2 separate regions of the Hordeum vulgare genome follow, and region 2 is linked to region 1. A link is a contact called in public Hi-C data. All regions are on one chromosome and are shown on one strand. The core of a region is the stretch at or near the end of the contact, and the rest is flanking DNA. Distances in the headings are between cores, read along the strand shown.

Region 1 (5,943 bases), core at 1,465-3,964:
CCGTGGCCTTTTAGAGGGTGGGGTTTAGACTTCATTGGAGAAATTCATTCGTCTTCCTTAAAGGAGCATCGATTCGTATTGGTGGCAACCAATTATTTCACTAAATGGTCTGAATCAGTACCTCTCAAGAACATGACACATGCGGAGGTAATTCAGTTCATAACTGAGCACATTATTCATAGATTCGACATTCCTCAAACATTAACTACAGATCAAGGTTCATCTTTCATGTCACATCAAGTTAGAGAATTTGCCGAATCTTATAAGATAAAGTTCCTCAATTCCTTTCTGTATTATGCCCAAGCTAATGGACAGGATGAGTCTAGCAATAACATATTAATCAAGCTCATCAAGAAGAAGATTGAGGATAATCCAAGGAAATGGAATGACTTGTTGTCCAAAGCTTTATGGGCTCATAGAATCTCGAAGCACGGTGCTAGAAAGGTAACCCCTTATGAGCTAGTATATGGTCAAGAGGCCGTTTTGCCAGTGGAAGTGAATTCGAGTGCTTTGAGAATAGCCAAACATAATGACTTATTGGCAGTAGACTTTTATAACTTGATGATGGACAATATTGATGAAGTTGCCGATAAACGTTTGGTTGCTTTAAAGGCCATAGGGAGAGACTAGTTGAGAGTGGCAAGAGCTTATAATAAAAAGGTCAAGTTGAAGAATTTCCAAATTGTCGATCTCGTGTGGAAAGTGATCCTACCGATTGGTTCAAGAGATAGGAAATTCAGGAAGTGGTCTCCAACATGGAAAGGTCCTTATAAAATTACGAGAGTAGTTCGCGGAAACTCATATTTCATGGAATCCATTCAAGGGACAATGTTACCTCAATCTCTCAATGGCAAATATCTGAAAAAATACCACCCTAGTGTGTGGCAAGAAACCTAAATAAGCAATGGCCGATATATGATTATCACCCTCAGTACAAACATGACCAATACATGACTATCGCCCTGATAAGAATAAACGGCCGATGGAGTGTTGACATCGACCTTAGAACAAATACATTGCAGATTATTTTTCGGCATACAAGCTTTGCCGAAAAACAGGGGGGGCATGTGTTGACACCAGATTCTGACATGGAAGAAAACATTATTAAGATGGATTCAAATAAAGAAGCCATCTACATAAAAAAGGTCGTAGTGTTGACATGAACATTTTTGAAGTTTGGCCCGTCATTGTCCGGTCTCATCTCGAAGGCTGAAACTGTGCTCAAAGTGTTGAGGTTTCAGTACTGTTCGGACGATTAAGCCATCAAGATGACCTCATCTGAAAAAATGTTCGATACAGATTGTCTTTGTCTCGTCAAAACGATCGGTTTTGATATAAAAATTATCCCAATCCAAAATCGTATGCAAAAGTTAGAGCCATCGAAGTACGACCCTATCACGGGGCGAAATGTGGCGCGAGAGATCAGACAACTGTCTGCTTGGTCGCGCGGGCTGTTCGGCCTTCAAGACGGCCTCTAATGGAAAAACATAAAACACAAAAAAGTTTTGTCTCGTCGATCGGATCGATTTTGATATATAAATCGTCTCAATCGAAGGTTGTATGCGATTCTATGATAGACACAAGGAGCAAGACACGAGTTTGTGCCAGATTCGTGTCGAATCCGAGTTAGACCATAATTAGGACTCGACGACGTAGTTTGTTATAATTTTCTTGTGACAAAAGCCTATATGAATCCTTTGCTTGTACTGGAAATTGAGTTGCCTCTTATTTATATTAAAGATGATGGCTGATTGAAAGAACACAATCGAACCAATCTATCTACTAGTTTTCGTGTTCATCTAATTTTATCTCCTACCCTTGTACTTTCTTTCTCGTTCTTCGATCATTTTTTTAAGGGCAGCGATCCATAAGGCCCTAGGGGTGGTCAGATCGACCTAGGGCAGCCCATAGCCGCTGTGCGCCCACACGGGGTCCTTTCCGAACGTGTGGGGTTTCGGGCTTACAAAAGCACCCTCCGGATTGCGTGCGTGCCGCGTTTTTGGACGGGTATCTTTGACGTAAGCTGCGGTGCATCACCCCGGCATCGAGGGTACACGATGACGTGTTCGTGTGCGAACAAGCGGACAACTATTTTTTCATTTCCGTTAGTTGCTTGATAGGCTCTTGATTTTCATTCTGTCTGTCCCTCTCCTCCAATGTCCAAACTCACGGACAGCCAAGCCAAAGATAACGGGAGAAGATCTTTGGACAGAAAATGGGAGGGGACGAAATGGTAATAGGCGTGTTTCTTATTATTACACTATAAATATCAACCGTTGGCTACTGCGTTTTTGGCCTTTTCCCTCCGCGTGGTCCACAATCACAGCAGGAAATGTGGCCACTCGTAAGTCCTAAACGCACACCCGCAAGAATCCATAGGTTTCAATGTCTGTCGACAAGTTCTTGCATGTTCGAGACCGAAAGGTCTGGTGGAGATGATTGAGATCACCGACGTGCGGTGCAACTGGGGACAAACCGAGAGATTTTGGGGAGATTGGCACTTCCATCCAGAAACAACTGGAATCACGTCGCAGAGCAGGGCCTAAACATTCCATGTTCCATTTTTAAATGTTACGTATTTTTATTTCTGATTTTATTTCCATGTTCGATGGGCAAACCACGGAATTTGCAGAAACAGAAACTACTATACTACTAAACCGTAGGACCGTAGGGGTAGCACTAGACACTAGGCGCACTGTTGATCACTTTTGCATGTCTTGTGGCAACGCAAAAGGTTGTGGATTCTGCGAGGGCAGCCGCGCATGATTAGCACCATACCATGCTTCCTTCAATCCATGCACCCTTTCACCTAGTGTCTAAGGCATGAAAGATTCCGAGACACGCAGGACATGCTTTTTTTTATTAAGAACAATTTCAACGCGTGATGCCAAAAGCACGTCCATTTGATCCGGATTCGATTCGTTTAGGAAGGTAAAATGAATGTTAATATCCGGTTCAGATCATCCGTGGGTCGGGGCACCCAATCACATCCCCAGCTTGTCTGTATTTGACTTAAAAAAACACATCAAAAAGGCATTGAAAATATAAAAAAAACATTTCACAATAGGTTAAAACATAAATAAGGTAATTTAAAAGTCCATCATAGTCGCGACCCACCCACAATATTTAAGATATAATTTAAAAACGTAAAAAAGAAGATAATGTGGCCACCCCGCATGCCACAAAAGCCTTCGTAACTGACCAAATTGTCGTCGTCGCCGTCTTCACGTGCCACCATCCTCGTCGTCGCTTGTCAGGTTGATGTGATGGGGCGGTGGCCTCCAGAATGGGTCGAGCGCGTGATGTGCAGGCTGTAGCGGCGACGACGGCAACAAAAGTAGTGGTGGTGGCGGTGACGACGACGCCCATGCATGCTCCTCCGTGGCCTCCTTCACCTCCATCTTCACCTCCTGCTTCACGTCCAACTCCGGCACATAGACGTCTTCGGCGGCTGACATCTTGGGCATCTTCTGCAGGCCCTCCCATTCCTCCTCCTCGTGGCACTTGTACTCTCGCTCGGAGTCCTCCATGACGGCCTGCACGAGCCGCTCCTCCTCCTCGGCCATCATGGCAGGAGGCTGCGGGGGCAACGACGATGAAGAGGGAGAGGGCGTTAGCGTTTGGCCGCGCACCCGCATGCGGCTGCGCGCTCTGGGCGGGCTTGGTGTGCACACACGAGGCACACGGGGCGGGCTACGACCACGACCGACAAAAAAGGTTTGCCAACTCATGTCGTGCTCGTCGTGGAACCATGTGTCCCATATGGGCGAGTCAACGTCGTATCTGCGATCGGCAAGGTGCTGTCATGGAATCCGAGCGCGACGATTGGCAATCTCCTGGAGGTGAGCACGACCGCTCACCGGGACAGGAGGAATGGGCACCCGATCAACGATCCGATCACACCCATTGAGGAGGTGGGCATCTGACCATGGCATCGGGGTGCCGGTCTCCCAGTACCGACGGTAGATGGCGACCTTGACGTAGGGTCGAAAGTTTGGCGCGGTCGTCGTAGGGGATATGGAGAAGGATACCGGCGAGGTGGAGTGGTTTGTCGCACTTCCAGACTAGGCAGATCATGACCCCGCCTCATGCTCGTGCTTGGTCTTCTTGTTGGGGTGCCACTTCGAGAACCCCATGGCCGGTGGGGAGAGAGGTGGCAGTGACGCTAAGCTAGGGTTTGGTGTCTACGGTGGAGGGATCAATAAAGATGGTAGGGAAGTGGAAATGGATGGGGAGGTGGAAGTCCATGGCTTAGCCATAGAAAAGGACGTGGGCAGGGCGTGTGGTTGGATACCATGCTGGTCCTCCCATCCGTGTCCGCTTACTGGGTTAGGTGCGTGATTGTTGGATGGCCGACACACATGCCCGAGGCGGACGCCAAGAGGCTGCATTCCCTTTCGTTCTCAATCCGTCCGAGCGCAAAGCGAAACCAAGTTTGCGCCCACAATGGGGCAAACCGGACTAGAAACACACATATTTTTTGCATGAAGCCGCGCGTTGGGCCGACTCGTCTGTCCGTTTGGGCCCAAATGGACAAAGCCAACCAATTTGGGATCACGCATTAGAGTTGCTCTAACCCGCGCATTAATCTAGTTTCATGCTTTCTTTTCCATTTGTCTGTGTTTTTCTACTAAATTGCCAAAAATCATTACTGTTGCATCGAGTACCGCAGAAAGCCACAAAACGTTAACAAATTGTGCCACATCCTATTGATTATTGTCCCAAGTAGGCAGGCCCAAAGCCCCCTAGATCGGGTTCGCCCTCGACCATCAGTTTAGCCCATGGGCCTTGTATGAGAAGACTCTAGAAGCCTTGTCATTCAAGGCAAGGAAGACAGAGCCGTCGGGGACTCCCCTTCACCGACATAATCAACTAGTTAGGTTGTGTAATCCCAGGGGCTCCAATATCTTATATAAGTTGGGGCCGACCTAGTCGTTAGATCATCATACCATCCTTCAGTTTATACATGTACTTTGTACACTTCGATAAAAATATAAACAAAACATGAGTAGGATATTACCTATATCGGAGGGCCTAGACATGAGTAAAATCGTCTCATGTTTCCCCCTGACCTAATCGCCACGCCATGATACTCTACGACACATCTGCCGAAATCATCTCTAATAGTGGTGGCCCATGCAAGGCCGCGAGGTGAATGCAGAGGTGTGATGGGATCTTCGATGGATGCTGGCAGACGTAATCTACGCGTCGAGTCACATGTTAGTCTTCGGCGTTGTCACGCTTGTCGCTGGCTCAAGCGCCTAGATCAGCTAAGTCGAGAACCACACTCCAGGTTAGATCATCAGATTCAACAATCTGAAGTAAGTCGCAGATTCACATGTGGAGTTGATTCTCTAAGGATTGGCGCCATACCAAACCCAGGAGGAGTAGGTCAAAAAATTGACCCACCCACCACCCTCTTGATCGCCAACATTGAAGACCTCATTCACACCCTCAAAGGTCGAACCAAATAGCTTGAATACTAGAACAACGAGATGGGTGAGTCTACGAACGTCGAACTACCAGCCATGACACCTTTATGCCCATGGTAGGAGACCTAGGTCTAGGAGTGTTACATGCTCGACACGCTAGATTTTAGCTTCATGGAAAGCCAGGAAACTGCCCGGGTAGGACTTAGTGATGGAGAGATCGAGGCTCTTGACAAATAGTTAGGCAATCCGATACACAATGCATCCTGACTGAAGCTCTTTTCAGCCATAGGCAAAATGTCCAAGGAAAAGCAATGTCTGGTGCGCAGAGCAACCGAGGTTGCGAACGCCGAGGAGAAAATCAACGCTATTGGAAAGACCATACCGACTACAACCAATGCCATCGTGGCCATGAAGAGCAGGTAGATGGGAGAAGCTATGAAGAACCACATTGAATTTGGTCTATGGACCTACCGCACCCCAGCCAAGAATATGCAGGATGCGAGATGGGACC
Region 2 (5,988 bases), core at 1,079-3,578, 240 kb before region 1:
TGTGTTCCAAATATCAGCTAGTTAATTGGCATCTCGGTCAGTTAATCGCTACTCAGTGGGTCACCGAATAGCCGATTAACTGGAAAATTTACCTATTTATCCCTACTTGGCACCCGACCAATATGGTACTAGTTGTTAAGCTTCATGCACTAGCCAACGCAACCAAAAGTCCGAACTGATGAAAAGGGCTAGTGCAATCCACATATACTGTAACACCCCCTCTCACGTGTGACAGGGAAGACAAGTCAACACGTGCAACCGGAAGAGAGCGACGGCGCGCGAAACTCATGTATGACTCAAGAGGCCTCTACGTGGACACAAAGAGGGGGCCACCAGCAATTTTTAATAAATTGCGAAAGCCAGGGCTTGAACTCAAGACCTTAGCTCTGATACCATGTTAAGCTTCATGCACTAGCCAACGCAACCAAAAGTTCGAACTGATGAAAAGGGCTAGTGCAATCCACATATACTGTAACACTAGTTACCGATATCTTGAACGTTGATCACGACCAGCTTCAAGACATATTAACGTGCTTGACTTCCCAACTTCTAGACTTTGTATGCACAGAGAACATGTACTTAAAATATCCATGGTCAGAATTGAAAATAATAATCAAGTTCATATGTCACAATTGCTTCTCTCTCTTCTAAATACAATTTAGATGTATTTAGAAGTGTTGATCAAGTGATGTGCCCAATAAAGATGGTTCTAAAAAAAGATTACACTTAAATAGGATACAAGAGACCACATAAGAGATTAGCTATAAGCCTTCTAACCGTAACAAAAAAAAAGAATCTCAAGGTTCAGATTTGTAGCAGTTTATATTGCAGGACTGGTATCTGACGGAGTAATGCTCAGCGTGATTGTGATGAGAGAACAGAATTTGGAGCAATCAATATGGCACATTTAGTGCTCAACATGTGCAGCTCCAACAAGTACCGAACATAAGAACGACCGGGAACAAAAGTCAGGTGATATTTCTCAAGGAAGGGGGCAATAAATGCTAATCCAGGACAAGCATTCTGCACGGTGACCATCTATTTACCCACCACTGCCTTGATCTCAATAACACCCAAAAATGGTACTATAAAAGGTAGGTTCCATTTTTTCCACGAACAGATGAAGTCCTCCAACACGGTATGCGCATCGAATGCATCGAAGTGACAGTCTTAGCATAATGATATTGATTAACAGGCTGTCTTTGGATAACTGGTAGGGAGTCCTCCCAGAGAGTTGCGTCGGCTTAAAAACAAAAACGTTTGTAGTTTTCCTAGCTGGCCTGGGCTCGATGTTTTGATTAGAGCCTTCCATCCAGAAGGAGTTGGTTAGCATATTATAATCAGTACCACAGATGAAGCCAACAGGAAGAGGTTGGGCCATGGCCGCATGGGAGCTTCTAGTACACACACATGTCACCTATTCAATTATTTTCCCACTTTCTGAAAGTACTAATGGCACATTTCCTACAGTGTCAGTTATGGCAGCAAACTGAGCAAGTAATGAAAACATTGCACGGATTAAAAGGTGTAGCAACTCTAATAAGATGTTAAAATTGTCATCTGCAACCATGAGGAACTGTGTAACTGTGCAGGTTAGACATGTCAGAGGATCATGTTGGGGGGAATGAAGAGAGAAAGAGAGAAGCTGTTCATACCAGTCTTGGCCCTGCTTCCTGAACACATCAGCCCTTGATCCCAGCTTGAGGCAGGCCATGTTAGTAGTCCCAGGTTCCTATGGATGCTGCACTACATGAACGAGGCAGCCGGTTGCTTGGGATCAAAGGCAGAGAGATTCCGCCGGCCCCCCGCACACACTGGAACCAAATCCTCGAGAAACTGAGGAAAAGAAAAGAAAAGGAAGCCACTTTCCCCACGCACGCACGCAAAACCTCAATCTAGCCCAAAATCCCCCGAGACGATGTGGAAGGCGAGGAGCGTCCAGACTACGCGGAGAGCCGACACGAGATTGCAGACCCGCCAGTGAAGAGGAGAGGGAAGGAGAGGTTCCGGCGACCTCTGGAGACGTGGAAAAGAAGGGCCGGCCGGACCTTTGGATAATTGTGACGCCTAAACCCACCCGCCGCGATGGATTGTCCCGCCCAAGATCCCGACTCGACGAAGGTCCGGGAAGAAGAAGGTGAGGAAGAGAGGTGGATGACCAGTGGTGCCGCCGGAGGAGGGGGAGGAAGGTTTGTTGGTTTGTTTGTTTATGATGAGGAGGAGGAGGGTGGGGGAGTAGGAATGTTGTGGCAGGCAGGGAAGGGGATCCAAGAACATTCTCTTCTTTGGCTGGGTGTACTGGACTTGGACTACTAGTACCACTGCTGTGGTGCGGATTTGGGTGGGCTTCACAGCTTCCTATGGAGAAAAGGACACCCAACGGGAAGGAAGGAGAGGAAGGCAGCCAGGCTGTGGGCCCAGAGCCGGCAGGCCCAGAATCCACTTTGGCTGCATTATAGTATTTCTATCTTTTTTAGGGACCAATCTATTCATCGTCAGTCAATCGTACCACTACAACGAGCCCGAAAAGTAGTAAACACTATATTCAATTTTATAGATCATCTAACGACGACTACAAGAACTGAATCGAACCGAATATGCGTCGCTGTTATTGCCCCTTCATCGTCAGATTCGTGCAAAACTTGTTGGAGTAGACAATAAGGAAGTCGTCGTGCTAAGACTTCATAGGACCAACGCACTAGAACATCAACCACCTCGATGAAGAGACACATAGATCGGACGGATCCAACCTCAAGACACACGGACATAGACAAATGAAGACCGGATCTGAGCAGATTCACCAAAGGTTACCATCGATTGGATCCTTTGTGTGTGAGCCTCCGACACCCCTACCCTACCTGTCAGCCAGGGAGAACAAGACAAGCCACGGACCGGATGAGTCAGGCGGCCCAGCACACGCTACACGGGCCAAGAATGGGCCAGCACGGTCCAATCTACTACTTAAGCCAGCTACCACGACGGGTCGATCATCTAGTGAATGAGGCAACACCCATGCGGCGGCAACCCTAGTTCTTGTGTTCTAGTTAGCCTCCCTCGATTCCCAGCTTCTCCAAATTCGTGTGATCGGTCTATATTGCTACTACTTTAGAGAGTGAATAGATCGAATTGCCACTACCTTCCATCGCTACTCTAACATCTGGTATTAGAGACCAATTGTCCATCCCAATCCGTTCGTGCTGGCACATCTCGTCGAGACCAGAAGCTTGCGTCAAGGTCTTTCATGGTTGGAAGCCATGGATCCCAACATGTTGGCCTTCGACGAGCTGCTGGCTTGGTGGCCGGATCTAGAGCACCGCGTGGCAAGTCTTGGCGATGCAGTCGCGGCACCGCAGCTGGCGCAACCGCCTCCTTGCAAAGCGGGGAAAGAGGATCAAACAACCCACGCGCAACAACATCCCCTGCCTGCAATAGAGGACGTCTGCACCGGTGAGGGACAATAGCTCAGGTGCGACTTCTTTCCATCGAATTGGAAGGAGTGTGACGTTTTTCGACATAATAGCTCTCGTGCGACGGTTTAAAGGAAGAAAATAGCTCACGGCCACATATGCGTTAAAACCTTAGTCAACTAGTCCAATTTGCGTTAAGACATGTCCTAACTAATTTGCCCCCAAATTAATTAGCACCACATCCCGTCAAACTGCCCGACCTGAACTGTTCGAAACTGCCCGCGCTCCATTCTTCAGCTCCCGCGGCGGCGGCGGCGGCGGCGGAGCCCTCTTTCTCGGCGGCGGCGGAGCCCCCTTTTGGTGGCGGCGACCATGGTGGTGAGTGAATTCGATACTCTAGTCCCAATCCCCTCCGCTTGTTTGTAGATCTAAGCTCTCTGTTTTGCTTGTTGAAATCGATAGAAGGTGAGAGGGGGCGGCGTGGTGAGAGGAGCCCGTGGTCAGGTCGAGAAGGAGCCGCCAGATTCAGCTTCAAATAGGTAATGCGCCTCCCTCCCGCCCATTTGTCAATGCGATTTAAGGCTTCTTTGCTCGTCTCACACTGCCCGCCTATAACAGAGGGGATGCTGTTGAAACCTTCGAATTTGCAATCAATTTCTTTCCATCAACGACAAAATTAGTTGATGGTAGCATTCAGAACATCCAGAGAGACACAATTGTGAAATGGGAGGTTGATTGTGCAGAGATTGATCCCAATGAGCTACAATCGATGGAAGAGAAGGCAGTGAGGAAATTGGTGGAGAAAATTGGGGAAACTGTGCTTTGGGGTCCAGAGCAAGAGGTTTCACTATTGCAGTATGATGATTTCAAAGGAGAGTATGTCAGAATTGAAGATGGTGAAGATATTGTTGATGAAATCGATAGGCAAGAGGGCTGGGCAAGCCTCAGGGCTGAATTTTTTGCTGAGCTCGTTGATCTGAATATTGACTCGAAGGTGGGTTATGTGCCGTCACACTTGGCTATGCAGAAGGCAGATGATGATTGGGCTTCACAGAGGCATATCGTTCCCATTATTATTGATCTGACAGTAATAGCCGATGGGGCTAATGCGGATGCAGAAGAGGGAAATGTTGATGTTGTTGATTGGAATGCATTTGAGTTGGAGGAGCCTACTGATTTGGTCATTGCACCAATTGCTGACACTGAGATGGCCAAACTATTTGGCATTCCAGTCGATGACAGAGATGAGGAGGAGAGGGATGAAGCTAATACTAGTGATAATGATGACAGAGAATTGAGTGAAGATGTAGATGAACAGTTGATGGAGGATGCTGCAGATGATGTAGATGATACACATGATGAAGAGCTGGTGCATGTGTATGACAAGGAAAACCCTGTCATTCGAGTGGGGAAGTTGTGGCCAAACATGGATGAGTTCAGGTTGTCTTTCAAGACTTATGCAGTCAGACATCAGTTTGATGCCAAGACATTTTCGACTGATAGAAAGAAGTTTTATGCTAAGTGCAGAGGTTTTGATGGTAGTGGTAAGAGGGCTTGCAAGTGGTACATATCTGCTAGACTGCAACCTGATGAAAGTACTGTCAGGGTTAACCAATTCCCTTATAAACATACTTGTCTGACAAGTTCACAGAAAAAATCAAGCATGACATCACATATTTGGGTTGCAGAAAAGACAACTCCAATTTTGGCCAAAACACCCAACACTACTGCCGAAAGACTCCAAGTAGACTTGGAAAAGTTGTACCCCATTAAACTGCATTTTACCACAGTGTGGAAGGCTAACAAAGGGCAATGAAGCATTTGTATGGTGATTGGGCAAACACATTTAGGCTGCTTTTCAATTTCAAAGCAGAGGTGGATAAAAGGTCACCTGGAAGTGTTGTTGAGATAGATACCGAGGTATCAGAGTATGGCAAGGTTTATTTCTCCAAATCATTTATGGCTTTAAAGCCTTGTATCGATGGCTTCAAAGCAGGATGTCGTCCATATTTGAGCATAGACTCGTCATTTTTGACAGGCAAGTGGAATGGTCAGTTGGTAGCATGTAATGCTCTAGATGGACATAACTGGATGTTTCCAGTTGCTGTTGGCTTGTTTCAGTCAGAGACAGAGGCTTCATGGACATGGTTCATGATGCAGTTGAAAAGATGCTTAAGGCTAGTGTCACCTTTGGCAATACACACACATGCATGCAAAGGTCTGGAAAATGTAGTTAAAATTGTGTTCCCACATGCTGAGCAAAGGGAGTGCTTCGGCCATTTGTGGATGAATTTAATCAAAAAATTCAGAGAAGATGAATTTGGGAGAATGTGGCCAGCAGCAAGATCTTACACTAAACAGACACATTCATATCATCTTAGTAAGGTAATGGCAACATGTGAGGAGTTTGATACATGGTTGAACACCTACCATTCTTTATTATGGTACAGGTCAGGATTCAACACTGCCATCAAGTGTGATCATATCAACAACAATTTGGCAGAAATTTTCAACAACAAGGTGAAGCAGCTAAAAGATTTGCCTATGCATGGCATGGTTGATCAAATCCGGATCATGCTCA

The links. A called contact is a pair of places that touch in the nucleus more often than the background predicts.
Region 2: a contact with region 1 is called in a Hi-C map of leaf, with 6 times the contacts expected there. The contact joins the promoter of LOC123412896 here to the enhancer-like site in region 1. A contact is called at or near these places in 2 of 6 Hi-C or Micro-C datasets (leaf and seedling) and 1 of 1 datasets of contacts at active chromatin or transcription factors (embryo).

The regions. Positions count from the first base shown.
Region 1 is chr7H:406,065,357-406,071,299 of MorexV3_pseudomolecules_assembly, reverse strand. No RefSeq gene overlaps it. Among protein-coding and RNA genes, the nearest start is that of LOC123412143, 180 kb to the right of the region's middle. Within about 2 kb of position 2,714, at least 2 of the 3 cell types and tissues checked have open chromatin away from gene starts, as enhancers often do. A contact at or near this core is called in leaf, where this site is marked.
Region 2 is chr7H:406,306,737-406,312,724 of MorexV3_pseudomolecules_assembly, reverse strand. LOC123412896 (BTB/POZ domain-containing protein At1g30440-like) reads right to left here and starts at 2,328. Exons shown (of 4, transcript XM_045105856.1): 1 at 1,656-2,328. The coding sequence starts at 1,714.